Regions from separate parts of the Hordeum vulgare genome. Here region 1 is linked to region 2. Evidence: chromatin contacts called from public Hi-C data. All regions are on one chromosome and are shown on one strand. The core of a region is the stretch at or near the end of the contact, and the rest is flanking DNA. Distances in the headings are between cores, read along the strand shown.

Region 1 (5,771 bases), core at 3,182-5,681, 450 kb before region 2:
TATTGGGTTGGTCCACCACCAATCCTAGTTTAGACTCCTGCCTTTTCTTTTTATTAGTAGAGATTTGTCTTTGCTCTCTCCTTTCGAATGAAAGTGGTGCTTGAGGTGCCCCCTCCTTTACTGCCTTGACTTGCTATATAATTATACCCCCTCCGTCCCAAAATAAGTGTCGTTGATCTAGTACAAAATTTGTACTAATTTAGTACTAAATCTGCGTCATTTATTTTGGGACAGAGGGAGTAATAAATAAGGAGCAATGATACTGTGCCATAAAAAACCACGAACCAGAGTTTTTGTTACCTTTTACACCGATTTATAAGTTCTCCATTGTATTCTAAATACTGGCAAATCAGCTTTTAATTAGTTCTAACTATTATTTGTTTTTGTTTTATTTCCTTTCTTCCTTCAGGTTTCAAAAGTCTCGGATATTATATCTGTTGGCCAAGCGCTCTCATTGACATGCATTGGACAGGACGTGAGGGGTAATATTAAACTTTCACTCAAAGCAAACCATCCCCATCGGCCTGCAAAGGAGTTAGCAAGTGAGGATGCTACTTTTTTGCCAAGTCAAGACCTTGTTGGTTGGGCCGCCGTTGAGAACATGCCCAGCAAGGATGCTGATGTCAAGTCATCCAATAGCATAGAGGGAGATAACACAACTGAGGAGACACCTGCATTTTCTACTCCTGCAGTTATAATTCGCAGTGCTGCTGACTGTGATGCTCAAGATGTTGCAAATGGTCCTACAAAGAAACGTTCAAAGGCGGCAAGTTCTAAGGTTGCAAAGCCATCCCCCAGAGTATCTAAACCAACCAAAGAACTTCAGGAGGCTAGGAAAGCTAGCCCTAAGAAAGCATCAACTACGTCAATTGTCAAGAAAAACAAGAAAGCGAAGGCTGATGATTCTGCAAGTAATGAACTCGATGCCGTTCCAGAACATGAAGCCATTGCAGAACAGGAAATAAGCAACACCCTGAAGCATTCCAGTCCCAAGAACTTCCGCTCAGGTTCTATAAAGCTGGGCGACGTAGTTACTGCAAAGGTTTACCAAATAAGGGCCTATGGATTAGTACTTGAGCTGAGTGATGGAGTTCGTGGAATGCATAAGTTTGCGGTAACTTCCTACCCAGCTCTCTGGTGTTCTATTTTGGTTAATGCTGCCGCACACATTATTTCATACATTGTTCAACTTATTGAACCCATTGTGGTAATGTCATCTTTTGGTCTTTGGTGCTGAAATTCGGGTGAATATTTTTGCAGGAAAATAGCCAGACTAACTTTGAGGTTGGAGAGGAAGTGCTTGTGAAATGCGCGACTTTCAGTGCCAAGGGTGTCCCAGTCTTCTCATTGCTTGATTAGTAAAATTTTGATGGGGCTAATTTGCTCACCTCTAGAGCTCTACAGAGATACACTTGTAAATGTGTAGTAGTTAATCCACTGACTTAATAAACATGGGAAGCAGCGAAGCAGCCTCAAATTTCGTTGGAATGCTGCGCAAGTTTGTGCTTTTGCAGCCGTCGTGAGCATTTTGCTCCTGCATTTTTACCCTTCTAGCATGCAACCATGCATACGAGGAGGCAGGGAAAATTTGATCATGTGACTCGGCTGAAACATACGGACTATATGCAGCTTGTCCAACTTTTGTTGTGACTCAGCTGAATGCATGATTTTTTTAATTTGTATTATATCCATGCCATTTGTATGCAGCACTAATAGCTCTTACTTGGTCAACTATCTTTTTTTCTTTTTTTTTAAACACATCACATACACACAAGTACACCCACTCTTATGAGCTATGAACGCACATACCTGCCGTTACGAGCAAACTATTTCTGGCCAAGCACAAGTGACATCGATGGATGAGGAGGATTAATAGTACCAACTCAAAATAAAATAAAACAATAGTACTCCAAGCTGAGGAGTGAGATGAAATGCCACGACAGTCCACACAAGCTAAGCTGTTGTTGTGTTGACCGAGAGAGCAGCACTGGTCTGGATAGCAGTGGTAACCAGTTAGCTAAAGAGGACCCTCCTGGTCCATGGCGAGTATGGTGCTGAGGTTCATGGGGTGCATGTAGTCGGTGGACCCATGCATGAACTGGGCGACGATGATGCGGTTGGCCCGCTCCGTCGGGTGGAAGGCGTCCCAGAACGCGTACACCTCCCGGTTGGCGCACACGTTGGACGCCGCCGTGCACAGCCCGATCCCGTTGTACGGCCCCTGCCCACAGCACGCCACCTTCACGTCCGTGAACCCTGCACGCACGCAACACCGCAAGAACCTATTACTACTGTAGTTTGTTGACAACGATCACACGGCAGCGTTCGACCGTCGCTCTGGCCGGCTGCAACGCAAGCAAGCACGCACGTACCGTAGCTCTGCGGGCTGGCGAGGTAGTCGAAGTTGGCGCGGTAGGTGTTGGCGGAGACGAAGACGTCGGCGCCGGCGTCGCGGTTGAGGCCGCGCACCATGTCCACCAGCTGCGGGTTGAAGAGGTCCACGGCGCGGTTCAGCTCCGCCGCGCACTCGCCGTTGCCGCTGTGCTGCGCCAGCTCCGCCGGCACGCACCCCAGCGGCCCCGTCCCCGTTACGATCACGCGACGCGCCCCAAGCTCGTACAACCTCTGCACGGGCCACGGTGTCAAGTACAGTAAGTCACGCGGTGTCAGCTCGTCCATCGGCGCGTATGTCACTCTTGGAGTCTTGGTATGGCATGGAAGGCGGGTGAAGTGGATTCGAGAAGCTGCTGCACTGCACCGCACATGCATCGTACGTGCTGCAGCGCGCCAGGAGTGAATGCTGCAACTGCCATGGGTCGCCATGTGTATACGGCTGTCTTTACCCTGCACGTATGGTAATACCCTTTGCTGGCTCCATTTATGCTTGTCTTTACAGCTTGGGGCAAAAGGCGTGTGTGTGGGTGTACACGAGAGAGGTTTCATGCCGCATGTGCGGGTGTACACGGTAGAGTTATGACCGGTTGACTTTGACTGGTGGGTCATGAACTGCTGCAGCCTGGCTGGTCTATGTTTTGTCATGTGCTCAAACTTATTTCACGAACAGTACTCGATCGTTGGAACTGTAGAGTCAATCTGGCGTCCATTTATGTAGAGGTCTTCCTTCTTGCTTCATTTCGGTCATAACTCTACCGCAGCGTGCACAAAATCTGCCATGTTAGGTTGCAGCTGGAGCAACATTTTTTTTTTTGTATTGCAATGTGCACAAATCAAAATAGTACCAAATCTGTCGGTCTGTCACTCTATCATATGTGTCATGACAGTTAGCACTTGCGTTTTTTATCCCATCTGTCTTGGTGCTAGATACTACTCGTAGTACACATACAGTAGCTACTGCTGCTGCGCATGTCAGTTTGCAGTTAAGCAACACACTCACTTAAACGTACTTTCTAGTAATTCTTAACTTATAGAGTAGTACTTAGTGCATTGTGCACGAATTAATATGAAACAACATTTTAACTGTAAAGTAAGTAACTGCACGGGACTTACCGCAAGGATTTTCCTGTACTCCGAGACGATGTAGCGGACGTAGTCCGGGAGCGCGTACTGGCGAGACCGCATGGACATGGGCACCAGGTAGTAGTTGTTGACGAAGTCGTTGCCTCCCAATGTGATGAGCACGAGAGCCCCGCTGACAAGCCTCGCCGCCTGCTCCTCGCCGGCGAATGCCCTCAGCTTGCGCTGGTACTCCCCGAAGTAACGCAGCTGATCTCCGATCCTAATTATATTCACCTGCTCCATCCGTCATGCACATGCCATCATACATAAGCCGTCAAATGCATGCTAATCTGTCAGGGAAATGTGAGGGCGCGCTGAGCTGAGCATTATTCATATCTCTCGTAGAGCACGTACAAACTGCACTCCCGTGTCGTTGAGGATCCCAACGCCGGCCGACGCGAAGTTGGCGCCGACGAGCAGCTTCGCCCCCCGGAGCTCCGGGCTCAGGTACGGCAACGCAGGCTCCGCCCCGAGGTGCTCACCTGAAGCAATCGAAATATCAAATGGCAGCGTCACGTGGCATGTTGTTACGTACTCCAGTTGGAGTTCAACAAGGAAATGAGGCATGGGGTGTATTGTATTTTACTGATGATGTCGGGGATGTTGAGGCCGTTGGAGAAGCGGCCGGTGGGGCGGTGCGATGGGAAGTCGATGCCGTAGGGCGGCGCGTCGGCGCGCGCCGTCGTGAGGAGGTAGTTGTTGTTGCCGTTGTCGACGAGGGAGTCGCCGAAGACGAAGAATGCCCGCGGCGCCGCGGAGGCCGCCGGGGCACGCGCCGCCGCCACGACGAGTAGTACCACGGAGACGAGGAGAGGAACGAGAGCGCCGCCCATCTGCTCGCGCGCGACGTACGGACGCTTTGAGATTTGGAGAGAATAGATATGCACGGGTGGCTAGGCTACGCGCGCGCTGGGAAACTGAGAAGGTGGCGATCGAATGTGCGCTTTATTATACAGGCCGTCTGGGCAGCTTGATGGACAGACAGACACCCTCGGAAATCCGTAGATGCGAGGTGGTTGGGGGACGGGTAGGTAGGTGGAGCCTCGTGAGACGTGCGCTCGATCCGTAAAGCAGCGTGTGACTGCGGCACAGGTTGTAGAAGCCTTTGTGCCCGCGAAAGGAGGGGGGTTGCACGGCCGGTACGTGCCGGTATTTAGCGTTCGTACAGAGGAAAATATGCTTTAATTCACGGCTGTCTCGTTTGCTGGTTGGTGGGAAGAGAATTTCAGTTATCATGAGTATAGCTACGCTACTAAGAAAAAACCTACTAAAAGAAATTGTTCACATGATGGGCAATTAACACGACATGTGCACCGAATAGAGGGCAGCGGCGCGACTGACCAGTCTACGCGTCTGATGGCGATGATGCAGCGGCGCGGCTGACCAGACTACGCGTCTGATGCCACACGCGAGGAGACCGCCCGCCGCGCAACTAAGCAGACCCGGCGTCTAAGAAGTCCCCTATTCTTTTAGGGTTTTGAAGTCCTCGGGTGCCCGTCGCCACAAGTTGGTTTTTTTATCTCTTTCTGATTGCCTTCGCGATCGGGAGACTGTATCTCCTTGCTTGGGGCTCTCGTGTTGCCGATCCATGGCGGTGTCTTCGAGTGCTGGAGTTTCCCAGGGTAATGCGAAGATAGATCCGAGTAAGCTTCTGGAGCGCTTGCATCCGGAGGAAGATGAGTTGGACAATTTGGTGTGGGAAGACGAAGTTGATGATCCAGGGGACCAGCTGAAGTGGCTCGCCCTCGCACACGTACTAACGGAGAAGAGCTTTAGCCAAGGAGTCCTAATTGACGATATGAGGGGTGCCTGGAACCCGACACGAGATGTGGTCTGGAGGAGGGTAAACCCTAACTCATTCTCCATACAATTTAATTGCCTAGTTGATTGGAACAAAGCGATCCATCAAGGTCCGTGGGACTTCCGCGGATCAGCGCTGATAATTGCGGAGTATGATGGGTTCTCCAGCCCAGAAAGCATCACACTTGATCAGATCGAAACTTGGACGCATATTCACAAACTTCCTGATGGAGTGCTGAGGAACGAAGGGTTCATGCAGAATATGGCATAGAGAATTGGGGAAGTTTAGGAGGTTCCGATTAAGCTCCCTAATGGCTGCATGGGACAGTTTATTAGGGTTCGAGTGAAGTTGGACGTCAACAAGAAGCTTACTCGCTTTGTGAGCTTCTCAAAGGGGGGGGGGTAAGACATAATTTTTCCAAGTAAAGTACAAAAAGCTTCCAAATTCCTGCTAT
Region 2 (4,992 bases), core at 1,695-4,194:
TACCGGGTATATGTTTACTCTTGGGGGTGGTGCTGTTTTGTGGAAGTCTTGCAAGCAAACGATCTTAACGAGATCGACAATGGAAGCAGAATTAACAACATTAGACACATCTGGTGTCGAAGCAGAATTTCTTCGAGATCTTTTGATGGACTTACTTGTGGTTGAGAAGCCGGTTCCGGCTATCCTTATGAACTGCGATAATGAGACAATTATTGTCAAAGTGAAGAGTTCAAAGGACAATATGAAGTCCAACAAACATATAAGAATGAGATTGAAGTCTGTCAGACGTTTGAGAAACTCCGGAGTGATAGCGTTGGATTACATCCAAACGGCTAAGAATCTGGCAGATCCCTTTACTAAAGGGCTATCACGTGTTGTGATAGATAGTGCATCGAGGGAGATGGGTATGAGACCCACATGAGTTGCCATGGCAGTAACCCAAGCTATATGATCGGAGATCCCGTGAAGTAGTACCTGGGAAAACAAGCCAGTGGTGAACTGAGGAGAGTAACTTTACTAACCCACTCAGTTGGAGATGCAATGCTCTTAGATACTGTATGGTAGGATGACTACTGTCTTAATGTGTTCTAAAGCTTATGTGTAAGCAAGATGATGTCCTACAGAGCGATCTTTGGAGGAACACACCTATATGAGCTTGACTGCTGGTCACAGTCTATGAGATTTGGGTGATCTCTAGTAAACTCATGAATAGGCCAAGAGTGTGACTAATATGCTCCACCCAAGGGGTCATCTTCGGCAGCCTAGTACTAGTAAGACTTGTGGTGAAGCTTATTTACGCCAAACTGACAATTCAAGGCATGGTCCATTGTTCAGTTGTAAAGGAGTGTAGCTGCTTGCTCTAGGTGAAGCTCAACCTTAATAGGTCTTCACTGAAACGCTGGTATATTAAAACAATGATTGGAACGAGGGAACACGATGTGCCCTTGATATCTGGTGGGGGATTATTGAAATTAGTGATGGGCCTTAGGCTCATAAGAGAATTTTAGAAAATCTCCAAAGGCCCATGTAGGTGGTGGCACGACAAGGTGGTGGTGGGAAGTTTAGTCCCACCCCGCTAGTGGAGGAGAAGTTGGACTCCTTTATAAGGGTCTCTCTTCCACATGCTATTGGAGAGTGAGAAGAGAAGGTGCCCTCGCACACTCATCCTCCGGCGCCCGCCTCGCCACGCCACGCCTCGACACGCCTCGCCGCGCCGCGCCGCGGGTTGCGGGAATGAGCCGAGCCGAGCTCATACCTACACGCTTATTTTTGTCAGTCAGGAACGGAGAATACGTAACGGACACGACATGATCCGAGACGTCGGATCGTGGGCTGTTACCGACTCGGACGTGGGTTCGGCCCACATCTCTCCGCCCAGCCGCCTTTATAAGCAGGCTATCGCCTACCCTAGCCGTCACGAGAATCAGATCACATCTGCCTCACGCGTTCGTTCCCTTGGCTGCTGCTGCCGCCGGCGACTCCGTCCCGTTTACCGCGTACATGGTCGACGGGAGAGCAGGCCTCCGAAACCCCGCCTCTCCGGTTCCTGTACGGGAGAGGGACGATTAGGTTTTTGGGGAGCGATCACGCGACTGCTCGCCTCCGTCCATCTGCTTCGTCTACATCCACGTCATCCTCGTCATCGCCATGTCTTCACCATCCGAGGCCGATCGTCTCGCCCTTGAAGCTGAGAAGAAGAGGGCAGAGGATGCTGCTGCTGCTACGGCCGCGTCCAACGCCAACGCTGCTGCTACGGCCAACTGGCCTATTGGAGGGTATGACTTGTTTATCCTCATGTTCGTATTTATCCTAGCAGTACTACTTGCATGCATAGATGTATCAACTATATGCGTAGTATGTGCTAGGTTAGTTTAAGATCAGTACATCATTAGTCTAGTCAATGCCATGCTAGTTATTATCTCGTGGATTAATACACTCGAAAAATTACCTATTTACTCAACAAGAGATTGATCGTGATTAATTTAGATTTATTAGGATAAGGTTAATTAATTTTGATTTGATAAGCCTCTAATTAATTTAAATTTGGTCTTTAGATTGATTGTGATTGTTTCTTTGACATAAAAATATTACTAAATAACTTGCGCACACATGAAAAGCTCTGACTCATTAAGTTTTGTTTTCTCGTTGTGATAAAGGTGAAGCGGAAAAAACTAATAAAAAAGGATGGTGAAAGGTGAGGCGAAAAAAAATCAGGCGAAGGTAGAAAGTGATGGGAACAAATCCATGAAACGGAAGTTATCAAGTCTCGCTTTAGGCTTTAAAAACAGAGATAAATGCCAAATTTTTTGCATGCACAAGTTGTGTTAGGACACGAGAGGACAGTGGAACAGCCATGCGAAATGCTTGATTGAGAGCGATGTACATCCGCACCAGCCACCAGCGGGCGAACAGACGAAGATCGGTCCATTACTGTTAGGCAGTAGGCATCGATCACCACATGTATTTCCAAACGGCGACTGTACTACTATATGGAGTAGAACGGAGAAGCCGCCGCTAACCTGACACGGCCATACCACTGCTCTGATCCAAAGCATGGCATTTCGTCGTCCTATCAGACAAACTGTGAGGGTATAATTAGGTGGCGTATCAGTACACCACTTTATCACGCCCCGTTCTTTCGCAGGGCCGCAAGTGGAAGGGACTGGATAGGATCAGGGCGTACACGCTCGTAGTAATATATGAGCAGCATGCTTCACTTTTGTTACGTACACGAGGAGAGGACCATCAATCATAAACCATAATGTCAATCATAATGTGCACTTGCACCTACTGTCATGACGTTACAACTCAACTAATCTTCCCTCCCTCCCTCCCATCTTTATCCCCTTCCTCTTCCCAAAACAACGCCCATGCTTCTCGCACCGCCACCCCAAAACAATTGGTACAAATTGTTCCAGTAGTACGTACGTGTACCAGCAGTACTGCTTGGTCATCAGAATGCAGAGTGTACGTGGTACTACTATCAAAACTCGCGATACACCCCTACGAGGGCGGTAGCCAAGTACCGCGCATCACCAGGGACCTATCTGCACACGAAACTACACAAGCTACTCTCTGCCTCGGCGCACTCGCACACTCCTTCCCCTCCTGCCTCCCTTTCCCAGATCCGACCAACACCCCCTCCCCACCGTCGGCCCGCCCTCCCTGCCATTCCCCGAACTCGCCACCCCGACTCACGCCGGTCGTCGCCGTCGTGTTTGGCGGAGGAGCAGGCGGAGGCGCTGGCGGAAATGGAGGCGGCGCTGGAGGCGGCGCGCTCCAAGGACACAAAGGAGCGCCTGGCAGGGGTGGAGCGGCTGCACGAGGCCCTGGAGGCCGCGGCGCGGCGCGGGCTCACTGCGGCCGAGGTCACGGCGCTCGTCGACACCTGCATGGATCTCACCAGGGACGCCAACTTCCGGGTCGCGCAGGGCGGCCTGCACGCGCTCTCCGCCGCCGCCGTGCTCGCCGGCGACCACTTCAAGATCCACCTCAATGCCCTCGTGCCTGCCGCCGTCGAGCGACTCGGCGATGGCAAGCAGCCCGTCCGTGACGCCTCGCGGCAGCTCCTCGTCACGCTCATGGAGGTCAGCCGTCGGCCTCTGCATTGTTGCCTTTTGCAATCGATATGGTCTGTGCTCCTCCGAGTCGGGTTCCGGGGGAATGTGGGTTCCATGCTTCCTGGGTGGGCAATGGAATATACTTCGAGCAGAAGATCTCATGTTCCGGCATATCCATGTGTGTGTTCAAGTGGATGACATAGTGTGGAATTGTTATGTTTTAGACTCCAATGGAATACCAAACTTGAGTTATGATGAAGCGTCGCTTACATTCATACAAGGCGAACTACCTTGGTTGCTCATCTGAATTAGCAGTGCATGGGGCGATGTGGTCTGGTCTTTTCTCTAGGTGGGCGAGCCTGTTTTCTTATGTCAGTGTGCGTATAAGCTATTAAAGTAGACCTAGAATATGTTTCATCCGTGGTATTCTATGGGAGTGGGAGCGCCTTCCGGAATACTACAATGTTGGCCTGCCCTCTGCTTTTCTATCCTTGCAAGACATCACCATTAGGTTTCTACTACTACAGGGACCAGGCGTCTCTGCTCCTGTCTCAAAAAAAAAACAACCCCCATTTCGGTGGAATTCTAATGATAACTAAGTGAATTAGATTATAATTTCTCTTTTCTAGTGAAATGAACATGCTTTACCTTACCTGTGGCCGAGTGCTGGAATATTTTGACTAAATGGAGGCACCAGTTTGGACTTGCCCGATAGCACTCTTTATTCAGTTAATGCTTACTTGACACCACTGGATAGAGATGGAGATTTGGAGTATAGTATCTGTATCTAGACCCGAGCAGTTAGTGTATTTTGCTTTCAGTGGTAAAATATCTGCAATTTTTGTCCTTTAGGTGCTTCACGGTCTTTATTTTAGATGCTCATATGGACTTCAGCCAAGCAGAAGTAGCAAATCAAACTACTAATTCCCTTTATCTTGTGCGTGTGGCTGCTTCTTTTGGCGCAGTTATACATGTGAAGTTGCAGATTGCACTGACATGTTTTTTTATTTGGATTTAAATACACATTTCGTGTATCAACTGTTGTCCGGAGCTCATTTTCGTCCCTAAACTACCTAAGTGACCAAATTGGTCCCTGAATTACGTGTTCTGGCTCATTTTTGTAGTCTTGTCTTGCCCATGTGTCAGTACATGTGGCATGCCGACTCAGTGTGAGGGACTGATGGAGGCACGAGGATATTCTGCACACATGAAAACCCCAAAATTCCCAAGGAAAGACGGTTTTGTTACTGAATTATAGTCCAATAAGCGACAAATTTCTATGCTAGAAGGTCCAGCAACCATGCTAGAGCTATATAACACAGGAAAAAGTGTTACGATGCAGTCCTTTTCTCAAGTTTTAGCTCAAAGGAGGAGGGTATTTTGGGTTATCGCATGCGCAGCATGTTCTCGACCTTTTCCTGCCTAGTCAGCT

What was found. A called contact is a pair of places that touch in the nucleus more often than the background predicts.
Region 1: a contact with region 2 is called in a Hi-C map of leaf, with 3 times the contacts expected there. The contact joins the promoter of LOC123406001 here to the promoter of LOC123403800 in region 2. A contact is called at or near these places in 4 of 6 Hi-C or Micro-C datasets (leaf and seedling) and 1 of 1 datasets of contacts at active chromatin or transcription factors (embryo).

Annotation. Positions count from the first base shown.
Region 1 is chr6H:367,866,105-367,871,875 of MorexV3_pseudomolecules_assembly, reverse strand. It overlaps LOC123406001 (GDSL esterase/lipase At5g33370-like), which reads right to left and starts at 4,431. Exons shown (of 5, transcript XM_045099504.1): 1 at 4,103-4,431; 2 at 3,871-3,998; 3 at 3,508-3,750; 4 at 2,373-2,625; 5 at 1,811-2,256. The coding sequence starts at 4,349. The coding sequence ends at 2,018. It overlaps LOC123405999 (polyribonucleotide nucleotidyltransferase 2, mitochondrial), which reads left to right. Exons shown (of 16, transcript XM_045099503.1): 15 at 410-1,114; 16 at 1,261-1,488. The coding sequence ends at 1,359.
Region 2 is chr6H:367,420,105-367,425,096 of MorexV3_pseudomolecules_assembly, reverse strand. LOC123403800 (CLIP-associated protein-like) reads left to right here and starts at 2,944. Exons shown (of 21, transcript XM_045097716.1): 1 at 2,944-3,587. The coding sequence starts at 3,252.